Linked DNA regions of Mus musculus: region 1 is linked to region 2. Evidence: chromatin contacts called from public promoter capture Hi-C data. All regions are on one chromosome and are shown on one strand. Each heading gives the region's core, a stretch centred on a gene start, on an enhancer-like site or on the middle of the called end of the contact. The rest is flanking DNA. Distances are from core to core; before and after follow the strand shown. Region 1 holds the start of Capza2 (capping protein (actin filament) muscle Z-line, alpha 2). Region 2 overlaps Mdfic (MyoD family inhibitor domain containing).

Region 1 (6,760 bases), core at 1,991-4,490, 1.9 Mb after region 2:
CCTCAGAATCCAAACACTGCTTCCCAGGAGTCATAGGAAGAGTCAGGGAGTAATGAAATTTACAAGGCTCAAGAAGTAAACCAAACTCACAGAGCTTGTTCTTGCACTCTACACATTATATAGGCAGCTAGATACAGGTGGAGAAAGACTGTCTACAGATCACACCGGCAGCTCTTAGAGTGCTACTCTCATGAGTCATTACCCATGCCGGTGTGGGTATGGCTCTCCTCTCCCCCCCTCCCCCCCCAGTGCAGCTGCCATACTCCTGTGAGTGACCTTTCAACCACACCCCTGTAAACCTCATTCAACTCACTAGTTAGCTAAGCTACACTTGGAGCAAAGGTTTTTAATCTCCAAGGAAACTGCTACACAACAATGGAACCCAGAATTTCGTGTCTATGAAATTAAGTAACCTCTGTTCACAATAAGTTTTACATTTGTTTCTTGGACGGGAGGTGCATGCCACAATGTGTGTGTGTGTGTGTGTGTGTGTGTGTGTGTGTGTGTGTGTGTGTGTTGGAAGGCGACTTAGAGAAGTTGGTTCACTCAATCTACTGGGTGGGTTCTGTGATCAAATTCAGATCATCAGGCTTCGTGGCAAACACTTTTATCTACTGAGCCATCTCACCAGTTTTCATGATAACTAAAATATACAGAGTTTGAGCATATCTACAGGAAATTGAAGAGGGGAGAAAAAGCAGGTCTGGAGAGATGGCTCAGTGGTTAAGAACACTGGCTGCTCTTCCAGAGGACCCAGGTTCAATTCGCAACACCCACATGGTCACTCAATACTGTCTGTAACCCCAGTTCCAGGGGATCTGGCACCCTCACACAGACATACGTGTAGGCAAAACACCAACACTCATTAAAAACATCTTTTACAAAAGCAATCTTAAAAAGACAAGTCTAGGGAGGTTTTGAAAAGCCATGATTAAACCACTAAAAAGTAGAAGAGAGGTGAGTTTGGAAACTAAATAGGAAAATCATGGAAAATTTCATGGGAGTTTGTGAGAGGAGTTGGGGGAAGGGAATGAATAAAGTAAAAATATATTATCTAATATGCTCAAGGAATAAATAAAAGTTATTTTTTAAAAAAAGAGAAAGGAGATAGAAATTCTCATGTTGATAGAACTGTGCAGGGAAACTTTTGCTTATCTCTTGATTATGATGCACCAGAGGCAAGGATACTGGCATGTTTCTTAGTGCAGTCTTGTAACAAGCACTTCTTATTTATACTTGCTGAAGTTTCTTCCAAATACATGTCACTTAAATTCTGCGAATCCCTTTAGCTGTATCAAGAAGGTAGTGTTTAGAGATTACTATAGGGACTATTCGACATTATACATAATTTACTGCTTTTTAAATTGCTATGGGAACCATATGCAAATATCACCAAACCCACGGCTAGAAACATACTCTGACTCAGATTATTGCAAAACATTACAAGATTTTCAATGAGGCTTCTAAAGGGTAGTGCTGCCAGTAAGTTAGCTATGCAACATTCACCAAGAACCCACTGTGTAAGACATAAAATGCTAAGTAAATAGGAGCAACCTTGGTGGGGAAACCCTGAGTCCCAGATACTGTTGAAGAAGGTGCTGTGAACTGGATTGCTGGCATGCCAGAGAAGGCACCTCCATTAAGTTTTATTCTGTGGAGAAAGGGAGAAAGTTCTGACAGTGGAAAGAATGTGGGATGTTGAACAAAATGCCTAGGATTCAGTCGTATTCGAGCTATGTAGCATTGGATAAATTCCTGAGCTTTGGTTTGGACGAACAGTAATACTTACACTTACAATGGCAGGGAGCAATAAATAAAGCAAGGATTTAGGAACTATAAAAGAGGGAACTGATATTGACTTGTAGCTCCTGAGGGGTTTGGTCAGACACTGTTCTTTGTTAACTTGCATGCTGTCTCCACGGGTTTGTCTTCAACTGGACACTTTCAGTTCCCGCACATGTCAGCTTCCTCTTCCTGCTCTCTGCAAACGAACACTTTAGTAAGTCACTTAATGATAGTGTTCTTGGACCCAGATAGCTATTTGAGCTCTTTAGGGTCCTCTTACCTGTCATTTACACACAGCTGTCAGATTGACACCGCTGAGCATGTTCGGTTCATGTCGTGACACTGTCCAAATGCCCTCAAGAGCTTCTCACTTTCTAATTATTGAAGTCTTAACTACTAACTAAACTCTTAGTCCTTGGTAAAAACAAAGTGTGGTTTTCAGACGAGTAGCACTCCTCCTTCCTGGGAGCTTGTAAGAAATATAGATTCTCTGGTTTGCTCAGGCCTGCTGAACTAGCAACTCAATTTTATCAACATTTCCAGCTGCTTCCTGTGTCAGCTTTGACTTCAACCTTCCACCCCCCCCCCTTTTCTTTAACTTGAAGCTTCAGTAGTAGAGTTGCCAGATTTAGCAAATAAAAGTAGGAGACATCCAGTAAAATTTGAAAATAATAAATAATGGTTTTAGAATGCTTTAAATCCTTCATGGGACATTTACCTTAAAAATTGGTTGTATGAAATTGAAATTTCTACTGGATGACCTGTAAGTAGTTTGGACAGCCAGTTCATGAGGGTACAGATCCAAGGCTAACTTAACTTTTTTTTCTTTTTTTTTTACTTTCCAGGAGTACAATGCCTTCCCTAACTCAATGTCTAATTAATAGAGGTGAGCTTAAGAGCATTTTCTTTGGGATTTTTGTTTGTTTGGGTTTTTAAATCTACATTTCTTATTCCTAAGAACTAGCAAAATAGTCTTCCTATCATAAAAGACCAATAAATGTTTTTCGGATGAATAAATGAATATATCAAAAGTAATCTTTCAATTATGGACTGGATTGTGTGTGCCTATTTCAATTAAAACAGTATTTTTCCTAATACTTAAAAATGTTTTAAATTGGTACAGCTTTTCACATTTTAGCTGGCAGCGTTCAGGACTTGGTGGGAACAAAGTCATGGGCTCAGAATGTACTCATCGCCAACCGGGTCCATATGGTCATCGTTGACTAGAGAAGGCACCAGACAGAGCAGGATGACAGAAGATAACCATAGCAATCCCACTTTGGAGGCGCTGCGCACGCGCACAGCGGCGCTCAGGCCGGCGCTCAGGGGGAGGGAGGCGGAGCTCCGGGGGCGCGTGCGCGGCGGCCTAGGCTGAGGAGGCGGAGCTCCCAGGCGTGTGCGCAGTGGCTCGGCTCCCGGGAGGCGGAGCTCCGGGGCGCGTGCGCGGCGGCCTGGGCGGCGGGGCCCCTCCCTTGGCGGGGGCGCGCGGCGCGGAAGACCGCTCGGAAAGGGGGAAGTCAGGTGGCCGCTGCTGCCACCAGCGCCACGGTCTGTCGCCAGAAGGAAGATGGCGGATCTGGAGGAGCAGTTGTCCGATGAGGAGAAGGTAGGTGCCGCGGCGGTGAGGAGCCGGGCGGGCGGGAGGGCGGGAGAGGTGAGTGCCGAGGCGCGAGGGCCGGAGTCTGACCCCGGGCGGGCTCCGGTGGTGGGCCGCACGCCTGCGCTTCCCGAGCGGGGTGCTGCCCGGGCTCCCCGAGGCCGGGCCCCTCCGCTCCTTGTAGGGTGTGTGCTCCGAAAATAGGAAGCGGAGCCCGGCGGCCGCGGGCGGGAGCGGGGGCGGCGGGACCCGGCCCTGGGGGTCCGGGCTCGGGAGCGGCCGACGGCGGAGCGGCGCCGCCTGGCCTGGGGCTTTCGCCGTGAGGCGGGCGGGCGGGGAAGACGGCATAGCCGACCCTCACTTTTTCCTGCAGTTTCTCCTCCCCAACGCGAAGTGCTTCCTGGTTCCCCAGGGTGTTTCCTTCCCTCCGGAGGTCGCCGTCTCCACATCCCGCCCCTTCCCCCCCACCCCCCGCCATCTATTTCTTTTATTAATATTGTCATTACCTTTTTTTTTTTTTTAATTGCTGCTCCCATGTTCCCCGGAAGGCAGTATTGTTCACAAAGACACCCCTCCCTCCCATAGTTATTTTCTGCCCAACTTGGCTGCTTCCCCCTCTTGGGGCAGATTTGGTGACATCCCATCTTCCTGATAGGACCAACTCTGAAGAGGGCGAGCGGGTGCAACTCCTTTTACTGTGTGTTAAATGCTGTGACAGCATTAGGACCAAATGCACGACTCAAGTTCTCACATTTGTGATACGAAATCTGATCATTGAACTAAGGCTCTTGCCCATTTTCTTTGGCGACTGAGGAGACCGCGTACCAAGGGGCAAGTAGTGTGAGGGGGAACGCCATACGTTTTGAGTATTTTCTGGAAAAGACCGGGACGTTTTTTTCAAACTTAGACTTAACTGACATATGAGTGTGCTGCCCTTTGGAAATGTCTGATCTTAGCTTGTTTTTAAGTTCCAAATGAAGTACACCCATGTGGGAAACAGAACTCAGTTCTAGTAGGGTGTTAGAGAAACACTAAGGATATTTTCAGTTGGGACCCTCTCCTTTTATACTGCACCAGAATTAGTGTTCTCTTTCTCTTTGGTTGTTCAGAACTCAGCCTCTTTTATGGTTTTGGAAGTGTTCTGGCTTTCTCGTTTGTGCCCTTGGATGAAATGGTGATAACTTAACAAAATGGGGACAAGCATACCTTACTTTAATTCACAGAATTAGACCCTAAGTCGCTAAAAGTTGCTGTACAGTGTTTACATTTGTAGCATTGAATAGTTTAAAGCTATTTATTGAAAATATACCAGCGCATTACAAGAAAAATAGCGTTTCAGATTCAAAGTTCTTGAAGCGATTTTTTTCATGTTTTGTGTACTTTCATATAATTATTAGGAGGAGCTCAATTGGCTTGGAAGATAGTGAGAAGAGAATTGTTAGGGTGGGAATTAATGTAGATTTGCCATGTTGTTGGAAAGGCCCGGAAATTTCAAAATAAAATGAGAAGATTCCTTGACACCCAGTGTGCTGAGTTTTACAGAGTAGTGTATGAGTTCACCTGCTGGCATAACGTTGGAAACAAATTAATGAGAATTTTAAGCTTAGATTTAGCATCTTTTTGTGACATAGGTAGGAATATTCTGTAGTAACTTCACATACAGATTTTTATAACAGTATTTTCTAATTTAAGAGATCAGTGGTTAAACTTTCTAGTGAAATTTAAATAACCAGTAAATGGAAAACAATATTTTGTCACTTTTATTTCCCAGTAGACTTGTACTGTTTTAGGAAGGTGTTCCATATAGATCAGAAATGGATTTAATTGTGATATTTTAGGACCAGTTCTTAAATCATGCTTCTCTATTTTATTTCCTTGCTTGTGATTTTTCAGGAGTAAGTTTTAAATACTTTTTACATTTCAGTTTTGCAGGTCTAAAGAAGGGGAGGTACTACAATGTATAATAGTGTAGTTTATATGTATTTATCATGTAAGAAAAATGTTCTATTTTCTTTTTTAACTTAAGTTTGAGGTAGATAGTTTTATTATCCTTTACCTGTAAGTAAATTAAGGTTTTAAAGGCCTTATATAGGAGGGAAATGGCAGAGGTGAAATTTAAACCTAAGTTTATCAGAATTCAAGGTTTGCTTGTATACTTAATGCCATTATGTTCCCTTGAAGTTGATTATAGGACTATCCTGGGGTTATATATTGGTTTTCAATTTGCTTATTTTTAAAAAGAAAGCAATGGTTCTTTATAGTATCAGGTTCTAAGTTTGTTTTTTATACTTAGTGAAAAGGCTAACTGGTAACCTTGTGTTTTCACCATTTTTAACTAGTTTATTTTTATGTAATGTGAACATTGTGTGCTACTGCTATATAGTTTCTTACTGCCCCTGTGGAATGAGGCATTTTAGAAATTAATCATAGCTGGGTGTGGCAGAGCAGATTTGTAATCTAAGTACTGAGGAAACTGGGACTGGAGGATCTCTAGTTCTGAGGCCACCTTACAGAAAGTAACAACAAAAAGAGATTAGCTGGGTGTTGGTGCATACCTGTAATCCCCAGTACCCTGGAGGCTGGTCAGGAGGAACGTGTTTCAGCTTAGCTTGGTCTTCTGAGTTCTTTTGAGACAGGGAGACCCTGTCTCAAAAACAAACAAAAGGGGGAAAGTATCTAGGACACTAGACTGAATGTACTGTGATTTTTATGGCTTAGTTTCTTTTGGCCACAGTGTTAATAAGGAAGTAAAGTTAGCTGAAGAAACAATGAATGAAGTCCCTTAAAGGCATTAACTTGCCCTATGACCCTGTAAATTTTACATATAGAAACTCCAAGCCAAAAAGAGTTTTATGTTTTTCTTTCTAAGGTCATTTGAATTCTATAGTAAAGCATTTTAGTGAATTTGAAACTGTATAAACTTGTCGTGTAGAGTTCAAAGAGAACGGTTCTGAAACGCTCCTGAAGGAGGACCGTAATTGTTGATAGTCAGTTTTCCTCCTTGGACCTCCCGTCTCCCCCAGTGAACACACTTCTGTGCTCTTGGGAGCCTGGAACTGCTTGTGGGTGTGAGGATGACCTTGGACTTTTGATCTTCCAATTTCTACCTTAGTGCTGGGGCTTCAAGCATACACTCTGTCTTGCTGAGTTTAACGTTAGGGGTGAAGCCTGGACTTTGTGTGCTTGTCGAATCTTCCAAGTAAGGTCCATCTCCTGCCCTCTCCGTCGCTATCCATCTCTTTTGTCATTGTTGTAGTCACTTAGTCCTTTATTTCAAGAGCTTGTTTTGTTAATTGTTTTTCTGCTTGACCTGTACCTTAGATCAAAATATTGTCACTTTTATGATCATGATCAAAAATGTCTTACACAAATAATTTA
Region 2 (7,543 bases), core at 695-3,194:
ACATTATTTCAGCAGGAATGTCATTTGTAACAAGAAATGTTACTAAGCCTAAAGCACAGAGGTTTCCTAGTCTCAGACCACTTATTGAAGTTGCTCCCATCGCAGCTGCTCACCAGTGAACTTAGGATCATGAGCTTGGTTGAAGCTGGGGGTGTTTCTTTTGGAAATTTGTTTTTCTTTTGGTTTACTTTATTTAAGCTATCAGAAATACCTTTTCCTTGTTATGCAGTAAGTTACTTGGTTAGCATTTTAGGTTAGCATTCTACCTGACTTCATCCCTTTTACCCGTGATGTCATCTGTACATCCCCATTGCCCCATGCTCAAAGATGCCCAGTCTTTGCTTGCCCACTAAGTTGAGTTTGCTTTTGTTATGGGAAGGTCCTCTTAGATATATAACTTGGCAATGACTTTTTGCATGCTACTTTTGGAAAGGTTACTTAGTGAGCCTTTTTGATGCATTTCTCCACACATCCTATGATATCGGTAACTGAATCTTTAATTCCCTTGTTATAACAGACAGAGTTTCTTGAGTCTTCACTACAGTTCTACTCTCCTTCTATTATGCTTTTACAGCAATTCCCTAGGCTCGGGAAGGTGAAGGATGAAGTTTATAATGGTACTGAATACCAAACTGTTGCTTGATTTATTCAGGAAGGTTATTATATTCAGGGATCAAGTGACAGCTTAAAAGCTAGTATCATTCATCATCATCAGCTAATTTTCACTGGGTGTCCACTGGGTGCTGAGCATCATACAAGGCTCTTTGTCAGCATGCATGTGCCTGATAAGGTTGATGGGATTCTAGGAATACAGGATCCTGTCCTCCAGGAACATTCTGCTGTCAATGTGAGTCACTGAAGACTCAGGATTGTCAAGTTCTGTGTACAAATGCATGTAACTAAAAACACTTCATTGCTGCAGAAATTACTGTCAGCAAATCTAGGTCCTATCCTCATTAATATCTACACTGTTGCCAGGGAAATAGAGAGATGTTGAACAGACAAGCATAGGTGTCTGCTCTAGTGACCTGAGCTCAGCAGCATACATTTATGCTTTGGGTCTGCAGCAGATCCTTTCTGTCCTATACACATAATTTCGCTCCGTTTTTTACTTAATGAGATCCAATTGCCCCCTCCTCCAAACACCTATGCACTTCATCTTTCCTTGTGAGAAACTAGTCACATGGATTACACATCTAGATCTAGTGCCTGTTCTTCTCTAGATTGCTGTGTGATATATATCCCTCTCCTGAAATTATTTGGAAGACCAACCTAGATCAAATTTGCTTCAACTTGTTATCATCAATATGTAGATTAAGACAGTGAAGGTGAGGCAGAGCAGCCCCTGTATGGGTGGATAAGGAACAGGGTGGGTCTCTGGAATACTTGGTAATGAGAATAGTATGAGCTGAGCCTGTGCACAGCATTTCCTTGTTGAGTTTCTTCCCTGCCTTAGGCCTGTGTTCTGCTGAGTGCAGTGAGTTCGTTTACTGGAGGCCTCTGCTAAGATTTCCTTGTTTGGTATCCATCACAGCCATTGCAGAGAGGACTCCCTTGGAAAAGACTTAGCAGTTCTTCTCCAGTTGATAACAAACATTTAGGCTCGGGGATTACCACAAGAGTGGAAAGGCCTCAGGAGATTTTTATGTAGCAGTCCAATTTTTCCCCCTTCTCTCTTCCTCCCCTCACCCCGTTTCCTATGGAGAACCTCATCTTTGTGGTACTTTGCCCCTTTTACTTTTGAGATCTGGCCTTCTCTGTTTTCTTTTCGTTACCACTTAACTGCTTCTTGTCACCAGCCTGTATCAGTAGTGGGGCTTGCTCCAGGCAATATGTGCTTCCGTTCCTTGGGCTTTCTCTACTTCTGCAGTACTCCTGTGCAGGATATGGAGACGTATTTGCCGTGGTCTAAACGTTTCAGGTTTCCAGTGCTGTTCTTCCTGCTTAGTATCTTCTATTCCCCTTTGTAGTGTTTTTAATTCCAACACTAAATTGAGGAAGTAAAAAATAATTAGCCTGCTGCAACTTAGCTAACACACATGCTTATTTGAACTTCGGTGAATCCAGATCTCTGGCTGTTCCTTGCAATCCTATATCTCATCGAAGGTTGCTTGATCTCTGGTTTCAGAGGCTTTTCAAAATTTGTCTGTATAGAGGGGTACATATTCTGGATTTATACAGTGGCAAATTTATTTGCATATGGCGAAAAATGACTGTTGCTTTAGGAAAATCAGCCCTTCATAAAGCTTCCTGAGTTTTCTGGTTGGTGTGCACTGCCCAATACCACTTTGGTGTTTTAACTATAGAATGCCCAGAGTCCAGTGCCTATTAGCAAATCAGGACTGATTCCTTTGAAGAGATGAATTCATTGCAACTCTTAAACTCTCTGCCATCTTATACAAATGTCAGTATATAAAAAAAATAGCTTTTAGAAAGATCATACCTTAATGGTACTTGTTTCATTGAGTTATTGTTTGTATAATATAAAGCATATTTTAATAATTTCCTTTTCTGTAAATTATGTATAAAATGCATATGCATTTATTTTTAGGTGTATCCATAATATAATAAGTATTAATAATTATAGATGGCAGTCATTTTTATCAGTTGATTCAGTGATAGAATGGTATAGAAGTATCTCTTGAGTCAGGAAACAAAGAGATACCATAGCAAATTCTATAATGCTGTGAGATTACCCAGTAAGGATACTATTTTATCATATACATAAAGCTCGTAGATGATGCTTTATAAGCAAACCTGAAAATATAAACTTTTCAAATCCATGAATAAAATCCTCTCTACCCAGATAAGTTATCTAGAAACTACGAAGCATCATAAGGCCAGACTTTTCATTCATTTGAATAATCAAGCAGTAGGTGCGTACATATCTCCTATGTCTGGAGAGAGAAAAGTAGTGGGATTTTGTTTTTCACAGACTTATAGTTTGAGGACATTTTAGAGATATTTATATATCTTAAATGAAAAAAAATGTTCTATGTTCCTTAATTTTTCCTGAATTTATTCATTTTTATTATATTTCTCCTAGAAAATGCAAGATTATGTTTGCATATTTATTTGACAGAAGGTTTTCAATAGAAGATTGGAAAACAAAAAATTAGTAGTATTGTCACAGAATGTAAAAACAGGAGGCAAACGAGAAAAAAATTAAAATGTGGGTAAACTCAGTAAGGGAAATTAAGGGAAGGACCAAAAACTGGAACTGGGAAGTCAGTCTTCTCATTGCTGCCATGAAGATTTCTGGTATTTGAATCTTTCAACATCCCTGAATTATGCTTCTCAACTGTGATTAAAGCTTGGTGGCTCCCAGGGTAGGTCACACCCAAAGCCTCAGGGCCAGGCCTGGAAGGAGAGTGTGGAAACAAGTCTATCTCTGAGAACCTGGACCAATGGCTGAATCTGCCTTCAAGGCAAGATTCAGCACAGGATTAGATACCAGCCTTGAACAACATGGAAATGCATTTGCCAGAAGTTATCTGCCTCCAGGTGTTAAATATGTTTAGTTATGTGATAGTGCTCTTTATGAAATACGGTAGCCATACTCCAGTTACTTCTCCCAGCAATTTTGAACAGTTGGTCTCTTTTATTTTGGATGGTACTACTTCCCATTGTCATCTGGTAATTTACTTCACATTTGATTTAATCTTTTAACATAAACCACAGTATTCCAGACTCAAGAATGGTCTCTGTCTTGTGAACTCACATCCAAGGAGCCATAGCACCTGATTGGGATCGCAAATTAATGAATGCTCCAAAACACATAAGAATTCCAAAATATACAATATGTTAAAGGTACACATTAGATGCAGTGAAGATAGAAAATAGGATATGTGACCAAAAGAGTCCAGAGACTCTTTGTAGGTAAATAAAATCAGGAGGTAAATAAATGAGTTCCAGAAGTTCTTGGAAGGTAATGTAGAGACTCTGGCAGGGCAGAGTTTAGCAGAAATGTGCACCTAGCCTCTGCACATAGAGTCCTGACCCTGGCTGATAAAAAAGAGAGGATTGTCACCTTTGGAGTTTACCTAAATTCACATTATGTAGTTAAAAAAAAAAAAAACAACCTAGCAAACAAACCAAAAACTAGTATAGATTTATCATGGCTCATATTGAAAAACATTTCATCTCCCACTTAAGGGCACCAATGCATAGAAAGTATAAGGATTAGAGCTATATCTTAATAACATTTTTAATACTCTATTTTATACACATATATCCATGTACAGTATTGCGTACATAACATCTCTACCATTACTCTGTGTATGTGTTTGTCTGTTTTTCTGTCTGTTCTATAGACATCATGTGGTACTGCATACCCACTAAGAACCCTAAAGCTATTTCTAAGAAAGCAACTTGGGATTTAGTGTGATTTTTATGTGTACATCAACCGTTTAAATTAACTAAGTGCACGAAAACTCTTGTAATTTTATTAAATATAGCTTTGATGGAGACCAGCAATAAAGATGATTTGCTCCTTCTAATAGATTATACCCTGGAATAAAATATGGCTCTCTATTGCTATTCCAGCAGCTGCAGTTTCAAGTATACTTATTGCTAGCTACGATATCACTGAGGGTTTTTTTTTTAATTATCAAAAGAAGTTCATGCTATCGACTCCTTTACCCTCATGTTTTTATTCCCATTGAGACCTGCTAGACCGAATTCTGCTGGTTTCCTTCCTGATTGAAAACATTTGAACCTAGAAAGTCCAGTATTTCTTAAGACATTTGTAACTATTCATCATGGATATTAAAATTACAATCATGCTGCATTGTATGAGTCGTGGTTTAAAAGGAGAAAATCCCTACACATATGGTGATCAGGTGACCAATGCTATCCAGGTTTGAAAATGCTGAGTGTTCTAATACCTGGTATTTGAAATTTTGACATGTATTGCATTGGTTTCTGAATATGGAGAATACATTTTTGCTCATAGAGAGTAAATTTAAAATGGGGTCTTTTGTAGCAGCACCAGTCCTGTTTGGAGTGATATTGCACATGCTGAATGTTCACATATCAAACAAAATGCCAGCCTTCTGTAGAAAAGAGGTGTCAAAAAGTTTCTTTGTACCTTTAACGCATGTGATTATGTAGTACAAAATGCAGAGTTTGTAAAAAAATTTCTTGAATATACAGGCAAAAAAATGAATAATTCAAAACAACCCCTAAGTTCTACATTCTATTGTCTCTTTATAACACAGGCAGAAGATAGCGGTGTACTCCCAATAGAGCTGAACTTGCACAAGTTACACCTCGGAAAATGCCAGATGGTCTATGGTCTACTTTTGAGAGCTGTCACATATGTAAAGATTTGAAGAAAGAGAGACAGCTGAATGAGAGCAGTGCATCATTAAAGCTAGAGCGAGGGTCCCCAGGCGTTGCCTGTGTTTTAAGAAGCATTGTGTCATCTCCGTATTAGCATGCGTGGGTTTTTTTTTTTTGAGCTATACATGATTTGTACACAATAAGAGGAAATCTATTATAAACCAAATAGTTGTGGTAAAATCAGGCAGGCAGTTTCACTCTTCATTTGAAAATAAAATAATATTTTCCTGTTTAGTTTTAATTGAATCTTGACCATACGGTTAAAATCATAGCCATGAAAAATGAGTAAAGTTACACTTCCTTTCTACTGAGATGAGTAAGAGAAAGCTTATCCAGTTTTGATTTCCTGTACGGCACACATGCGGCAAAATCGCTCAATGAAAAAAAAATGTTTTAATGTTTTAAAAATATGGAAGTGAAGAGTTAATATTTGGTTATTTCACTGTAATTCAGAAACCACAGAAAAATAATTAGGTGACAGTGAAACAAAAAATAAAAGTACTATCATTTTACTGCACTCAGAAATAGATAAGGTTTGAAGATTGAAATGTAGATAAATCATTTACGATGCATTAAACTATCACTTGAACAGTAACCCATAATTTCCAGAGTTGGTTCTGTTAGGCGGGGGGAAAAGGGTCAAATCTCTCATTGTTTAGAATTTGGAGGCAGGACAGACACCGTCTACCACTGTCTTTTTATTTAATGAGACTGATAAACTGTTACATAGTAATTCTTAGGTTCTCTGGGCCTAGAGTACGAGAAGACATTTTTGACTTATTGATGAGCCCTTGTCCAGCTGTGGCCAATGACATTTCAACTTTATCAAACTCTCAGGTTGCTTGACTTGTTAGTTGTAGAGATGTAGCTCAAACATTCCATTTATTTGGAGAGATTCCTGGAAAGTGCTCTGTAAAGGATAATGAATTGTGTTTAGCTGTCTTTTTTTTTGGCCTCTCCTGAAACGCATCGGCATCACCAGCAGTGGGTTCAGTAGCTGCCATTAGGATGTCATTCTGGTTGCTCCATGAATCAGGAGCATATGGTTCTGTAAATCACAAGATTTCATGTTCCTAGGAAGTGGATCTCGCTTTATGAGGCTGTAGATACTGGTCCTGGGGTCGCGTGCAGCTGTTTAGAAATGCTGGTCAACAAAGAGTATCACTATTCACCTAATGGTTCAAGGATGCGTTGTCCAAACTATTAAATTCATTAGCCCCTCTTAGTACAATTAACATATTCTATCTTTCCACTTTAAACTAAAATGGGTTTCTTTCTTTCTATCCTTTCCCTTTCTTTTTTCTTGTTAGTGGAAAAGAATTACCCATCTGATATAACACGATTAACTTTCTTATGCCCTGTATGTATTTGGACTCCGCCACGCTTTTCAGTAATATTTTCCAGTTTTTGACACCTGTACGCAAGTCTTCCTGCTTTAGCTCTGGGCCTCTATTATTGCTTTACAGGGTGGGTTAGGATTTTAATTTTTACCCTATGATGAAAATCTAAATTTTCCTTATTCATCTCTTAACTAATTACCATTGATATTCTAGAATTCTGTTTATTTTGTGCAGTTTATCCTGTATACATCTTCTCAGTTCTTGCCCTTTAGTAACTTAGATTATTCATTCATGTTACAACTCCACAAGTTTGTGTCCCCCTTTCTAGAACTTTGACATTTTTCTTAATTTTTCTCACTTTTTTCTTTTCTTGGGGCTTCAGATGTAGCATTGTCTAAGAGGGATGAATGAAGGGGAGCTCTTTTACCTGGTCAGACTCAAACGGGGGTTGTCCTGAAGTGTGCACATTTGCCTTTGACAGCTACATTAGATCAGATTGAAGTAGATTGTCCTTAAAATGAAGTTGAAATAATGAACACAGAAAAGATTTTCTCCCAGATTTAAAATTATTTTGAAGAAAACTGTATGTTTGATTACTCTCCAGGTTTCAATGTCTGAATTCATTCATCTGTTTGTTATAAAATGTAATTGGTGTGTTTAATGATGCAATCCTGGTATTTTGTGTATAGTATTTAGGAGAGAAACAAAAGCAAAAACAAAATAAAACGCCAAAAAAAACAAACAACAAACAAAAGAACCAAGAGCAGCTTTCACTGAACCAGTGTTGAAATACTGTTTTTTACATATTTTATCTTAAGTATTATTTTAAGTTACCAAATAGATCATTGTATTTCTCTAAT

Evidence for each region. Promoter capture Hi-C pulls out the DNA fragments that hold promoters and counts their contacts.
Region 1: a promoter capture Hi-C map of pre-B cells shows a contact between it and region 2. The contact joins the promoter of Capza2 here to the enhancer-like site in region 2. A contact is called at or near these places in 4 of 39 promoter capture datasets (the C10 cell line, liver and pre-B cells), 1 of 484 Hi-C or Micro-C datasets (pre-B cells), 1 of 115 datasets of contacts at active chromatin or transcription factors (large pre-B cells) and 1 of 9 other capture datasets (liver).

What each region holds. Positions count from the first base shown.
Region 1 is chr6:17,633,770-17,640,529 of GRCm38.p6, forward strand. It overlaps Capza2 (capping protein (actin filament) muscle Z-line, alpha 2), which reads left to right and starts at 3,241. Exons shown (of 10, transcript NM_007604.3): 1 at 3,241-3,391. The coding sequence starts at 3,353.
Region 2 is chr6:15,762,352-15,769,894 of GRCm38.p6, forward strand. The region is part of intron 3 of Mdfic (MyoD family inhibitor domain containing); the gene reads left to right. Among named protein-coding and RNA genes, the nearest start is that of Mdfic, 45 kb to the left of the region's middle. Within about 2 kb of position 1,945, at least 24 of the 459 cell types and tissues checked have an H3K27ac peak or open chromatin away from gene starts, as enhancers often do. A contact at or near this core is called in pre-B cells, where this site is marked.